2 separate regions of the Mus musculus genome follow, and region 1 is linked to region 2. A link is a contact called in public promoter capture Hi-C data. All regions are on one chromosome and are shown on one strand. Each heading gives the region's core, a stretch centred on a gene start, on an enhancer-like site or on the middle of the called end of the contact. The rest is flanking DNA. Distances are from core to core; before and after follow the strand shown.

Evidence for each region. Capture Hi-C pulls out chosen DNA fragments and counts their contacts.
Region 1: a contact with region 2 is called in a promoter capture Hi-C map of liver, with 2.6 times the contacts expected there. The contact joins the promoter of Zp3r here to the promoter of Cd55 in region 2. A contact is called at or near these places in 1 of 15 datasets of contacts at CTCF or cohesin (embryonic stem cells), 5 of 484 Hi-C or Micro-C datasets (CD4 T cells, CD8 T cells, LSK cells and 1 more), 3 of 115 datasets of contacts at active chromatin or transcription factors (large pre-B cells, memory CD8 T cells and pancreatic cancer cells) and 3 of 9 other capture datasets (adipose tissue, liver and pancreatic islet).

The regions. Positions count from the first base shown.
Region 1 is chr1:130,624,856-130,631,075 of GRCm38.p6, forward strand. It overlaps Zp3r (zona pellucida 3 receptor), which reads right to left and starts at 4,751. Exons shown (of 12, transcript NM_009581.2): 1 at 4,681-4,751.
Region 2 is chr1:130,459,359-130,465,790 of GRCm38.p6, forward strand. Cd55 (CD55 molecule, decay accelerating factor for complement) reads right to left here and starts at 3,386. Exons shown (of 10, transcript NM_010016.3): 1 at 3,212-3,386; 2 at 2,464-2,649; 3 at 224-415. The coding sequence starts at 3,311.

The DNA of each region.
Region 1 (6,220 bases), core at 3,501-6,000, 170 kb after region 2:
CCCAGGGAGCTCTGGAGATAATGGTTAGTTCATATTATTGTCCCTCCTATGGGGCTGCAGACCCCTTTAGCTCCTTGGGTACTTTCTCTAGCCCCTTCATTGGGGACCCTGTTCTATGTCCAATGGATGGCTGTGAGAATCCACTTCTGTATTAAGTCAGGCATTGGCAGCCTCTCAGGAGACATCTATATCAGACTCCTGTTAGCAAGCTCTTGTTGGCATCCACAATAGTGTCTGGTTTTGGTGGTTGATTATGGGATGTATCCCCAGGTGGGGCAGTCTCTGGATGGTCATTCCTTCAGTCTCTGCTTCACATTTTGTCTCTGTAACTCCTTCCATGGGTATTTTGTTCCTCCTTCTAAGAAGGTCTGAAGTATCCACACTTTGGTCTTCTTTATTCTTGAGTTTCATGTGTTTTGTGACTTGTACCTGGAGTATTCCAAGCTTCTGGGCTAATATCCACTTATCAGTGAGTGCATATCATGGTGTTCTTTTGTGATTGGGTTACCTCCCTCAGGATACCCTCCAGATCCATCCATTTGTCTAAGAATTTCATAAATTCATTGTTTTTAATTGCTGAGTAGTACTCCATTGTGTAAACGTTCTACATTTTCTGTATCTATTCCTCTATTGAGGGACATCTGGGTTCTTTTCAGCTTCTGGCTATTATACATATGACCACTATGAACATAGTGGAGCATGTGTCCTTATTACAAGCTGGAGCATCTCCTGTGTATATGCCCCAGAGTGGTATAGCTGGATCTTTCAGTAGTACTATGTCCAATTTTCTGAGGAACAACCAAACTGATTTCCAGAGTAGTTGTACCAGCTTGCAATCCCACCAGCAATGGAGAAGTGTTCCTCTTTCTCCACCTCCTCGCCAGGATCTGCTTTCACCTGAGTTTTTGATCTTAGCCATTCTGACTGGTGTGAGATGGAATCCCAGGGTTGTTTTGATTTGCATTTCCCTGATGGCTAAGGCTGTTGAACATTTTTTTTAATGTGCTTCTCAGCCATTCAGTATTCTTCAGTTGAGAATTCTTTGTTTAGCCCTGTACCCCCTTTTTAATAAGGTTATTTGGTTTTCTGGAGTCTAACTTCTTGAGTTCTTTGTATGTATTGGATATTAGCCTTCTATCAGATTTAGCATTGGTAATAGTCTCCCAAACAAAACAATGCCCAGGACCAGACAGGTTTAGGGCAGAGTTCTAGCAGACCTTCAAAGATGACCTAATAATACTCCCCAAACTATTCCACAAAATAGAAACAGAAGGTACTCGACCCAATTCGTTCTATGAAACAACAATTACTCTGATACATAAACCACACAAAGACCCAACAAAGAAAGAGAACTTCAGACCAATTTCCCTTATGAATATTGATGCAAATATACTCAATAAAATTCTCACAAACCAAATTCAAGAACACATCAAAATGATCATCCATCATGATCGAGTAGGCTTCATTCCAAGGATGCAGGGATGGTTCAATATATGGAAATCCATCAATGTAATCCACTATATAAACAAACTCAAAGAAAAAAAACACATGATAATCTCATTAGATGCTGAGAAAGCATTTGACAAACACTCATTCATGAAAAAAGTCTTGGAAAGATCAGGAATTCAAGGCCCATACCTAGACTTAATAAAAGCAATATACAGCAAACCAGTAGCCAATATCAAAGTATAAGCCACATTTAAGAGTAGCTTTTACACGCAGCAATAGATGTACATGGTTTTGTTTGGGCTTTTTGTTTGTTTTGTTTTAAACTTACTGGTATTTTGCTGTGTGTTATGTTTTCTGATTTTGTGTGGTTTATGATTTGTGGGTTTGTGCGTGTGCGTGTGTGTGTGCGTGTGTGTGTGTGTGTGTGTGTGTGTGTATTGATGTATGCGCTGGATGTGTGTGTGTGTGTGTGTGTGTGTGTGTGTGTGTGTGTGTGTGTTATGCTTTTGCTTTCCTTATTTTTTTCAACTGTAATTTCTTCTTTTGGCCTCTTATGTTTTTTAAAGAAAGAGAGAAAAGGCTCAGAGACAGATTGGTGGGGAGGTAGATATCTGGGAGAAGATGAGGAGGTGAAATTGTGATTAGAATATATTGTATGAAAAATGTTACTTTTAATTTAAACAACAACAGAAATGCTGCTAAGATTCTCAGAAGATAATGGTACTTGCTGCCAGGCCTGATTCCCTGGAGTTGATTCTTTGAACCCATAAGATGGAAGGAGAGAACTGACTCCCAGAAGTTATCCTCTGGCCTCCATTTCATGGCAGCACATGCTCCCCCACCCCCACCCCGAGCACACACACAAAATCAATAACTAAGCATGTGTTTTAAAAGACTATTTCATAATTCTCCCACTAGGGAAACTAAAGTTGGAGAATGTCGGTGTGAGGTTGCTTGGGTCACATGATGAGAGCTTTCACCTGTCTTAAAGGTAGGCACATCTGTAAGAAGGGGGCCTCTATAAGGAGGCAATGGATGGAGTCGGGCAGTGTGAAGATTCCTGCCTTTTCTGAAGCAGCTGGTTTAAGTCCTCACAGTAGAAGGATGCCAGTCACATCTGATTAGCAGTAGAGACATCATTTCACATCCCTTGTTTACCGAAGCCCCCCACTGAGGCCACAGCTGAAGTGTTGGGATCACAGCAGACACTGTGCCCCCAGAGATGGATCTGTAAATTGCACACAGACCACTGGGTTCAACTGATAACACTCTTATTTGGTCATTCCCTCCTGTGTGTGAAGATTGAGGATAACTTCTCTACTTAAAGCGTCCAGTTCTGTGAAGTTTTGTATTTCACTGAATTCCAGGACATTTTCATCACATTCTCATTACTAAGCATTTCCTTTCTCTCTTCCCCAAACCTAGCAGCTTATATATTATATATATATTAAGTGGGTTATTATATATTATATTGTATATATTATATTATGTTATATTATATATTAAGTAGGTTGATATATTAAACTAAAGATGATCCCTGATGTCTCATCATCCAACTAAAACTGTATCACACACACACACACACACACACACACACATCTCAGTTACTTTCCATGTAGCTGTGATAGCACACCCTAATAGCAGCAATTTAAGTGGGAAAGGGTTTATTTTAGACCATGATTTGAGAATACAGTCTGTTAGGTAGAGACAGACTAGCTTGCAGCTAGAGCTTGTATCTGTACTTTAAAAGGAAAGAGCAATAAATTCTTAAGCACTGCTAGCTCTCTCTCCTTATTTAGCCCAGGACCCCAGCATCCCCAATAGTGCCACCCTTCTTTAAGGTGAGTTTTCCCACATGAATTAACCTAATCTACATAACCCCTCTAAGACAAGGGCAGGGGCTTGTCTATTAGCTAATCCCTCATGGGTGTGCTTAGAGGCTTATTTCTTAGGGGATTCCAGATCCTCTTGAATTGATGCATTAGTATTACCGTCAAACCCACCAAATAGCATGGCTTGGCCTAATCTACATTAAACATACTCAGAACACTTAGGCTACATTCAGACAAAGCCGTCTATAAAGCCTACCGTGTACTAAAATGCTAAAAATCATACACACACAAAGAGGGGGCATTCTGTAGACACTACGGGATGGACACCATAAAACTCACCATCCCAAACCCCACTGGTAGCACATTCCCTCCCAAACCATCAGTCAGTTCCCCTCCCGATGCCATGCTTGACTGGGAGCTGCAAGTTCCCACCACTGCTCAGTCTCATGGGAGGCTGCCGCACTGGGTATTGCTAATCCAAGAGAAGACCAAACTTCAAAAGTCAAAGTATGCTTTCTGTGACATGCACATCTGACAGTTCTGAAAATTATACATCAATCTGTCATCTTAGAGATCATCTATATTATAAACAATATAGATGCCAGCAGTTCGCGTAAGTCCGTTCTTTGGAGAAATGTGCATTCAAACAGATTCATTTTTAAATTCAATTTACCACCTTTTGTTGTTAACCTGTGAAAGTTATTTCTTTACCTTTCCTGTATTTATGGAGAAAGGCTGCCCCGCTAAAGTCACAGTAGCTCATTGTGTCCTTAAATGTCCTGTCTTCTAGCCTCTATTTCCCAAGTGCTGGAATTATAGGTGGCAGACACCAGGCCCAGTTTCCCATTCATCCTTAACAGGATCTCACTAGGCACACGAGTATTTTTTATTTAATTCTAATGTAGTCCAACTTTTCTCTTTTTCTTGTTGCTGCCTACTCAAGACCTAAAGATTCACTCCTGTGGCTTCTCATAGAAGCTTTATGGTCTGGCTTTTACATATAGATCCAAAGTCTTTTTTGTTGTTGTTGTTTTGTTTTGTTTTTTAGCAAGGGCACAATGCCAATTCTAGAAAAGTAAGGGACAGAAGATACAATGAAGACTTTCTGTGTGGCTAGCTCCAGTCTCCCCTGTGCTGTGAGTTTCCTGTGTCCCACTCTCCAGCCCTTTTGCCTCATTGGGTAGCTAGTATCATTTGCCATTTTCACTCTCATACAGGGAGTAGATAAACCAACACATTTGCCTTCAGAATCAGAAAAAAATGGTAGCACTCATTTCTAATCTACTAGGCACCTTCTTTCCTTGTTGGTCATTACCTTTTCCCTAATTTTGTACTCATCAAGGTGATAAACCTCTAGCCTTTTCCCTGAGGTAGTCTGAGTGTTTAGGAAATGACTGACCTGTAGGTATCTGAATAAGACGTAGGAAGACTCTAGTGTTGCCTTGGGTTTTTCGCCCCTCTCAGAATGAAGTATCTTTGGTTACTGACATTCTTTGCCCCTCCCTGGAACAGAATTACCACAACATTCTTTCCTTTCAGGCAAATGTTCTGATCAAAATCTGAAGTTCCAGTGGTGTGGTTGGTTGTTGGTAGAGCAAGTGGGGATGAGTTCAGATAGGAATGGAGTCAGTCATAGTTCTTGTATAGGATTAACTGCAGATCCTTACTCTCAGCCTACCTTCAAATGTGATAACATATACTAGTGTTTGGTTTTGTCCTGCCTGCCTGTGAGGCAACTGGGAGGATGTTTCTACTGCTGTAACCACAGTCTTCTCACTTGTGGATTCTGCAGATGCCAGTGGTTGGCTGGTAGATTGTGTAGGTAGAGACAAAGTGGTTTTATCTGTACTGAACATGTACAAACTATCTTCTACATTATTTCCTAAGCAACACCATGTAAAAAGAATTTTCATAGTATTTACATCTTGTATATATTATAATTACTATAGAAATTATATAGAATAAACACAAGGAAGTGTGATAGTAATCCATAAACACTGTTGGATGAGGACGGAAAAAAAAAAAAACCAACTCAGCTCTGTCTTCAAAGGCAGTAAGAGATCATTTATTCTAGAGCCAAATATTAGTGACCATGACCAAGGAACACAGGATCAGCTTTTACCAACCTCATGTTTCAGTGTGACCATGGTTTCATGAAAATTTTATAGCCACAGAAACAAGGAAGTCATAAACAAACACTTTTCAAATTTTTGCTACAAATACAGTGGGTTACAGCAAAGCAGGAAACTGCTGCTGTGGCCCTCAGATGATATCCGAGGACATTCTTGTCTTCTAGGTTGATGCAATCCAGTGATCTGTTAAGTTAATATACCCCAAAAGGTTTCACACAACAATTACAAGGATGTTAGATGAAATATAAAAGTGGGCAAGGGATCGTTATGCAGGAAGCTAAAGATACGCCTTGCTCCAGATTGTCACCAGTCTCTGGACCTGCAGTGTCCCAACCTCTCTGTGATCACTGCCGTTCTCACCAGACTCCATGGATTGTTTAATGTCTTTCCAGGAACTTTAGTCACATGGTCCATTAGAATCTACTAAATTTAAACCAAATCCTAATCTACTGATGTAGGCTTAGATTTTTCAAACCCTAAATACTTTTATCTCTCTTATAGCCCACTACACACCAGGAAAGGTTAATAGGACAAGGCAGGATGTGGACCTGTTTAGAAATAAGTTTTGGGGCAATTCCAGATTTTATTGTCAAGATATCAGCAGTTTAGGTCACACAAATCAGCAGTGGTAGCTTGATCCACTCATAAACACCATTTATGAATCAACAATGGCAATTCAATCCAGAAAAAAAAAAAACGTGAGGCTCTGCCAGTTGTCCCAAGTCCATGGAAGCAACAAGAAGCCACCAGAATATCAGGAGAAGTTTTTTGGTGCATCTCTCTCTACAAGGCCATGAGAAATGATGG
Region 2 (6,432 bases), core at 2,136-4,635:
GTTTTATTGCCTCAAAAAAGCAAGGTACTTGGAGTGTGTGATCATTTTAGGTAACCTTAAATTTAGTAAACATGAGCTCTGTCAGTACGTATTCCTATTATGTAAATATTTGTCTAATTAGAAAATAACTCATGAATCTCTGAAGAAACATTATATATTTTTTTCCAGACATGGTATCTCCCCAAATACAGATGACTGTAATTACTTTTTAAATCATACTCACTTTTACAAAACTGAGCAACTGGAGACCATACTAAATCCTCAAGGCAAGTTGCTTTTCCTGGGAGTGGAGGTTGTTTTCGAAATCCTGGCCGACACTCATATTCCACAATAGTACCAACTGGGAAAAAATTCATGTTGAGGTACTCTTTTTTGAGGGATGCAAAACTCAGTCTTTCTGGAGCAACACATGATTCTAAAAGAGTTAACATGGCAACAGAGAAATAGGAATGTGAACTTAGTTTATAATCCAGGCAATCTAATAGCTAGTCGTTAATCCACCCTTTTCCCATCAACTATTTGCTTTGCATGGATCTCTATGTCTTTATATATTAATTTTTAAATAAATATGACTGTGGTATTCGTAGTTCATCAAGTGTAATCACATTCATACCTTCATTTTTCAATGACTAGGAGTCTGTGAAGTTTTCACACACCAGTGCCAATAACAATAGAATTTACTGAATATTTGTAAATGTTTTATACATACTTACTCATTGAACCTCACACTGCCCCTGGTAAAAAGAGTCAGATGAACCAGCCATGTACATAAAGTATATCATGTGTGAACAGCTGAGCAAATGAGCTCTAGAGGGGCAAGGAGTACAGCAAGAAAGTGTTGCTCATTAGCTCAGTGATCAAGCTTGGAGCCAGGCTCTTTGGCTTAAGAGGTATAGGTCTGGCCTACATTATCCATCTTCTGGTAGAAGGATTCTTTAACTCTGAAATTGAGAGAAGAGTCCCTCATGAGGTTGCTTGAAGGATTAGATGCATCAATACTGTTGAACCGTTACAAACTTTTCATACCTGTGGTGAGAGTTTAGGGGCTATTTTTTGCCTTGTATAAGGGCTGAAAATGCAAATGAGAAGATGGATCTAGTGTGTTTTCAAAAATTAATTTTGAATGATTCTGGATTTAATACAGAGACACCTGATTCAGGTCATTCAAAGTCAGCAATCAAGTCTTGCTTTTATCTTTACTTTTGTGTGGTCAGTCATTCACTATATAGCAATATTCTGACCCATGATGGGCCCCATAGACAAATGTGGGGCCTGCAGGAATGCAATGGAACTGAAATATTCCTGTTGCCTAGCAACATCATGGCCATCCTAATGTAAAGTAACTCCTTGCTAACAAGTTTGCCCTGGTGCTGGGGTAGCAACCATAGTACATGAAAATCATGAGGAGTATAGCACATACAATCACATGGAGTAGATAGCATTTGATAAGTCTGTGTGTTGCCAGCTCATGTGCTTATCATACTATACGTGTTATTTTTGTTAGAAATAATAATTTCTAACAAAAATTTTAATAATAATTTGTAGAAAGAAAGAAAAGAAAGAAAGAGAGAGAGAGAGAGAGAGAGAAAGAAAGAAAGAAAGAAAGAAAAGAAAAGAAAAGAAAAGAAAAGAAAAGAAAAGAAAAGAAAAGAAAAGAAAAAAAAGAAAAGCAAGTATCATGGCTTATAATTCAAGCTACTTGAGTGGCTGAGGCAGGAGGATTTTGATCCCAGGAGTTGAGACCAGACTGAGCAACATACAGTAATCTAATGTTGATTTTTTAAAAGAAAATTAGCATAGCCGTGGTGCACAATGTATATACAGCATAAATAGCAGACAGTAATGCCTTAAGCCTGGAGAACCTTCCTCTCTTTCTGGCTAATGTGTTCTAACTGCCAACAGTAGTTAGTAGACTTACATGCTATAGAGGTTTATAAGAAAAGAACAAAGCCATGGGTTTCATAGAGAACCCTGGTCAGTACACATACCGTCTAGTATAATGTTCAGATGATATGCCAGAACAACCTAAAACTATATCTTAAAGATAACATAGGGCTATATGTACAACAGATTTTTTTTTTTTGAAGTAAGACCTCAAAATGTCTCCCAAGACTTGTATCCATTACTTAACAAAATAGAGTTGAACAAGACAGATCACCAGGGTGTGTGTCTCAGGGTAATTGCCAAATATATTCACATATAATTTACTCCCTAAACAGTACCTATCATTTTTTTTCTCTACTAGCCTGTACAATAGAAAGAAAAACTCTTAATGAAGAAGCAGGACTTGCCATAGGAAGTACCGCCTTCAATTAGCTCGAGTGTAAACTGCCAACATGTATACCCTGGGGTTTAATAATGCTAGAAAACTATCAATTACCAGTCACTCCAAAGAGGCATAAAAATAACCTCAACGAGATCCACATTCCCAAAACTTTTCAGAAAGAGAAATGAAGAACTTACTCTCACAGAATGTTTCGTGGCTCGACCATTGGCCATTTTCAAGACAGACAACTATGTTTGACTTGTCTGGAACTTGTTTAAAGCCGTTATTACACGAGTATGCCACTTTGCTTTGCTCAGCAAACTTGGAGTGTCTGCCCAAGATTGGCCTGGCATTAGGAATGTCTGGAGGTGGGCCGCAGTCTCCTAGGAAGAAAAGAGCAGGTGTAAAACTGAAGTTGGCAAGGAGCTTTCTTTCCCCAGACCTGGAACAAGAGAAGCAGCAATGGCTCTTACCTTCCTGCCAGGGCTGAACTTGCCCCTCAGGAACTTGGAATGCTTGGACTCTCGTGAACACAAGACAAAAACTAAGTAGGGAGTAAATTCCCACCCGCCTTGAGTCGTTCAGAATCTACTTAATATCCACAGGAACACTGCAGCGAGCAAGGCGCGAGATAAGACACCCGGTAGCTGCTCGCGACCAGTCTCTCACCGGCGCAGGTGGCCAGCCATCTAGCTTCCACCTTAAGAATAAAAGAGCCAGGAGCAGGGTTGGAGATTCGCACTCAACCCTCCCTTTTGGTGTTGCCACGGTCTCTGATCGCGGAGGGGATCCAGTCACAGCCCAGATAGCCCAGCATTCCACCCCCATCCCTCCCGCTGGCCGCCGGCACCCAGCAGCGGAGCCCCCAGTTACTGGGACACAATGTCTGCTGAGCATGCGCCCCCTGGCGGGCAGCCAGCCGGTCGTCGCGCATTGGCCACTCACCGCGTACAGTTGGGGACAGCAGCAACAGAGACAGCGACAGCAACGGCAGCAGCGGAGGCGGCGGTGATGGCCGAGTCCTAGGCGCCCGCCCACGGATCATAGCCCCAGGTAGAAGAGACCTTGCCCGGCTGCGGCTGGAGCTGTTTTGAGCCGCAGTTAATTGAGCAGCTGTGGCGGGGCGGGGCAGGGCCCTCGTCACCCTGGGTGGGGCAGCCTGCGTGCAAGAGGGCGTTCCCTCATTAATGAGGGCGGGTGCCTGGCCTCTAGCTTCACCCAGGGGACCTAGTTGTCCGGCGGGAGTGGGGTCTGGGGTCTGGGGGAGTACCTTCTAAAGGAGGGCGCTTCACTCCCCCAGTACTCTGTGTCAGCACTCTGCTCCAGCAGAAAGCTACCCACACTCCCAACTCTGGTGTGCTGAGTGCTTGCAAAGGGAAGGGTAGGCGCGGTGGAATTCCTGAGCCAGAGGGAGCTGAGAAATAGGGAAACACCCAGGACCCCTGTGGCTTCAGCTGGAAGATGTCAGATGGGAGGGTGGGAGCTGCTGACCAAGAGTGTGTCTCCTAGGTCTCACCATGGTGTCAAAACAGAAAATAGGATAGGATCCAAGAAAACAGGGAGGGATCAGCCTGCCAGAACCGGTCACAAACAATATGCAGAGATCTAGGGAGCTTGGCTGAGGTTTTTCAGACCCTATCTGGGTGAGGAGTCACCTTCTTAGCCCTGGTTATAGATATGGACCAAGGATACCACCTGAATTCGACTTTGGGATTATTTCAGTCCTGCTATGAAATAGAATTCAGGAATAAATAGTAGAGCTTAAGAAAAAGATTTATTTCGTGGTGTGAAGAACAGTGACAAACAAAGCGATCCACACATTGGAATCACACCAGAGCATTAAATTAATTAATTGAAAAAGAAAAGGAAAGAAAAGAATGCAGAAGGTGAAGCTGTGCATGGAATAAACTGAACCTCTCTTGAGGACAGCACTAGGAATTAGGATTATTTGGTATTGGCTGGTCACTGTGCAACCCGGTTTATGAAGCCCCACATGCGTGTGATATCCAGAGTAAAGAGCCATGTACCACACCATGTGTCTCCTGCAAATCCCCACCGGGAGGGTCGAGGTGGGAGGAAGCAGAGGTAAGTTGCCACAGGCCCTCATGTAAAAAGCCCCAAAGTGCTCCCCTTTGTGTGTCTGGGTCTGGTTAGCAGTGTCCCACTATGAATTCCCTTTTTATATAGGTGTTTTACCCAACTGGTGAAATCCCTCACCAGAAACTCAGCCTTCAATGGTAGACCAGTTGTGGGAGTGTTTGTCATATACTGATAACCATTCCTAAAGTTTTCTTGTGGTTCCTTATTGGTTAGTGTGAGCTTTTGAAGAGCAAACTGGTTTTTAACAAGTGTTTTCTTCTGATTCTTGCTTACTTAGTTACCCAAGCACCGTGTTTTCCTGTTGCCGAGATTACAGGAAAGGGTTGCTTTATAGGTGTTTGTTGAAATCTAACAGTATTTAAGGGTTCTGGAGTTGACATCATACCCTAGCGACTCATGCCTGTAAACTTGGAAGGTAGAGCAAGAGGTTTTGGGTTAAAGGCTAGCCTGGGTTTTGAAGTTCCAAGTTAACTTGGCCTCAATAGGGCCATTTCTTAAAAACATCCTGAAGTTTAAGTCTCACAAGGGTAGAGTGTTTCATAACTATCAAGTGTGTTTCTTCTCATAGTTGTTAAAAACTTGACCCTTCCTTCCTTATGTGCCACTTGCATGTCAGGGCCCAGCAGTGACAGAAGTGGTGTCACATGGACCTTCATTTATTCCCTGAGAGCTCTCTGTGACCTCATTCACTACTTTTTTCTGCCCTGCTGTAGTTAGCTGAGTCAAAATCAGATAGGGAGCACTCATAAACCCTTGAAAGAGTTCTCTACATGTGTGTTAAATAAAGATCATAGCTTTATAGCTAGATAGAACAGTGAGCCCAGCCAAGTGTCCAAAACTATCTTATTGTCCAGGCAGTGGTTGCACACGCCTTTAATCCTACCCCTTGGGAGGCAGAGGCAGGCGGATTTCTGAGTTCCAGGCCAGGCTGGTCTACAGAGTGAGTTCGAGGACATCCAAGGCTACATAGAGAAACCCTGTCTGTAAAAACAACAAACAAACAAAAAAACAAAACAAACAAACAAACAAAAACCTATCTTATCGCCCAATTTTGGAACACCAATTGGTCTAAGCTGTCACTTTCTAAAGTATTTTATTTTCAGTAATAAGTTTTTTCCAAAGAAATGAGTTTAAGAATTAATGGGTGGACACTTACGTAATGCTTGCCACCACCCAAATATTTACAATACCCAGGAGGGAAAGATTTAACAACACCACATGATGCATTTACTTAATTTTTAAAAAGGTGTGGATTAAAATATGAACATTACTAAGAAAAAAAAAAACAAAACTTCAAGCTGATAACTTAGGGTATTTTATTTTACGTGCTGGCTGTGCTGGCGAGTTTTGTGTCAACTTGACACACCTGGAGTTATCACTGAGAAAGTAGTTTCAGTTGGGGAAATGCATCCACCTCCAAGAGATCCAGCTGTAAGGCATTTTCTCAATTAGTGATCAAGAGGGGAGGTCCTGCTTGAGTTCCAGTCCTGACTTCCTTGGTGATGAACAGCAGTTTGGAAGTGTAAGCTGAATAAACCCTTTCCTCCCCAACTTGTTTCTTGGTCATGATGTTTGTGCAGGAATAGAAACCCTGACTAAGACACTGGCCCAGATTTTCTATATTCCACTTGCTTTATGCATGTACCATTTTCCAGTTCCATTTCTTCATGAGGTGGAAGAGCTATCAACATTTCACAGATGAGAGGACACGACACGATAGTTATTTCCGCAAAAAATAAGAAGTGGCCAGATTAAAATGCAAATCTAGCTTGATTCTAAGACTTTTGTGTGTATGCTTCTGAATTTGTACCTCTGTGTGTGTGTGTGTGTGTGTGTGTGTGTGTGTAGGACACAGGACAGTCTCAGGTGTCATCCTCAGGAACACGTGCTCATGTCCTTTGAACAAAGTCTCTCACTGGAAGAACCTGGGGCTCAGTGACTGGGGCAGGCTGGCTGGCCAGGGAGGCACCTTTCTCTGTCTCCCTGATGCTTGGATTACAGGTGCACATTAGCACACGTGGTATTTTTACCTGAGTCCTGGAATTGACCTTAGGTCCTCATGCTTG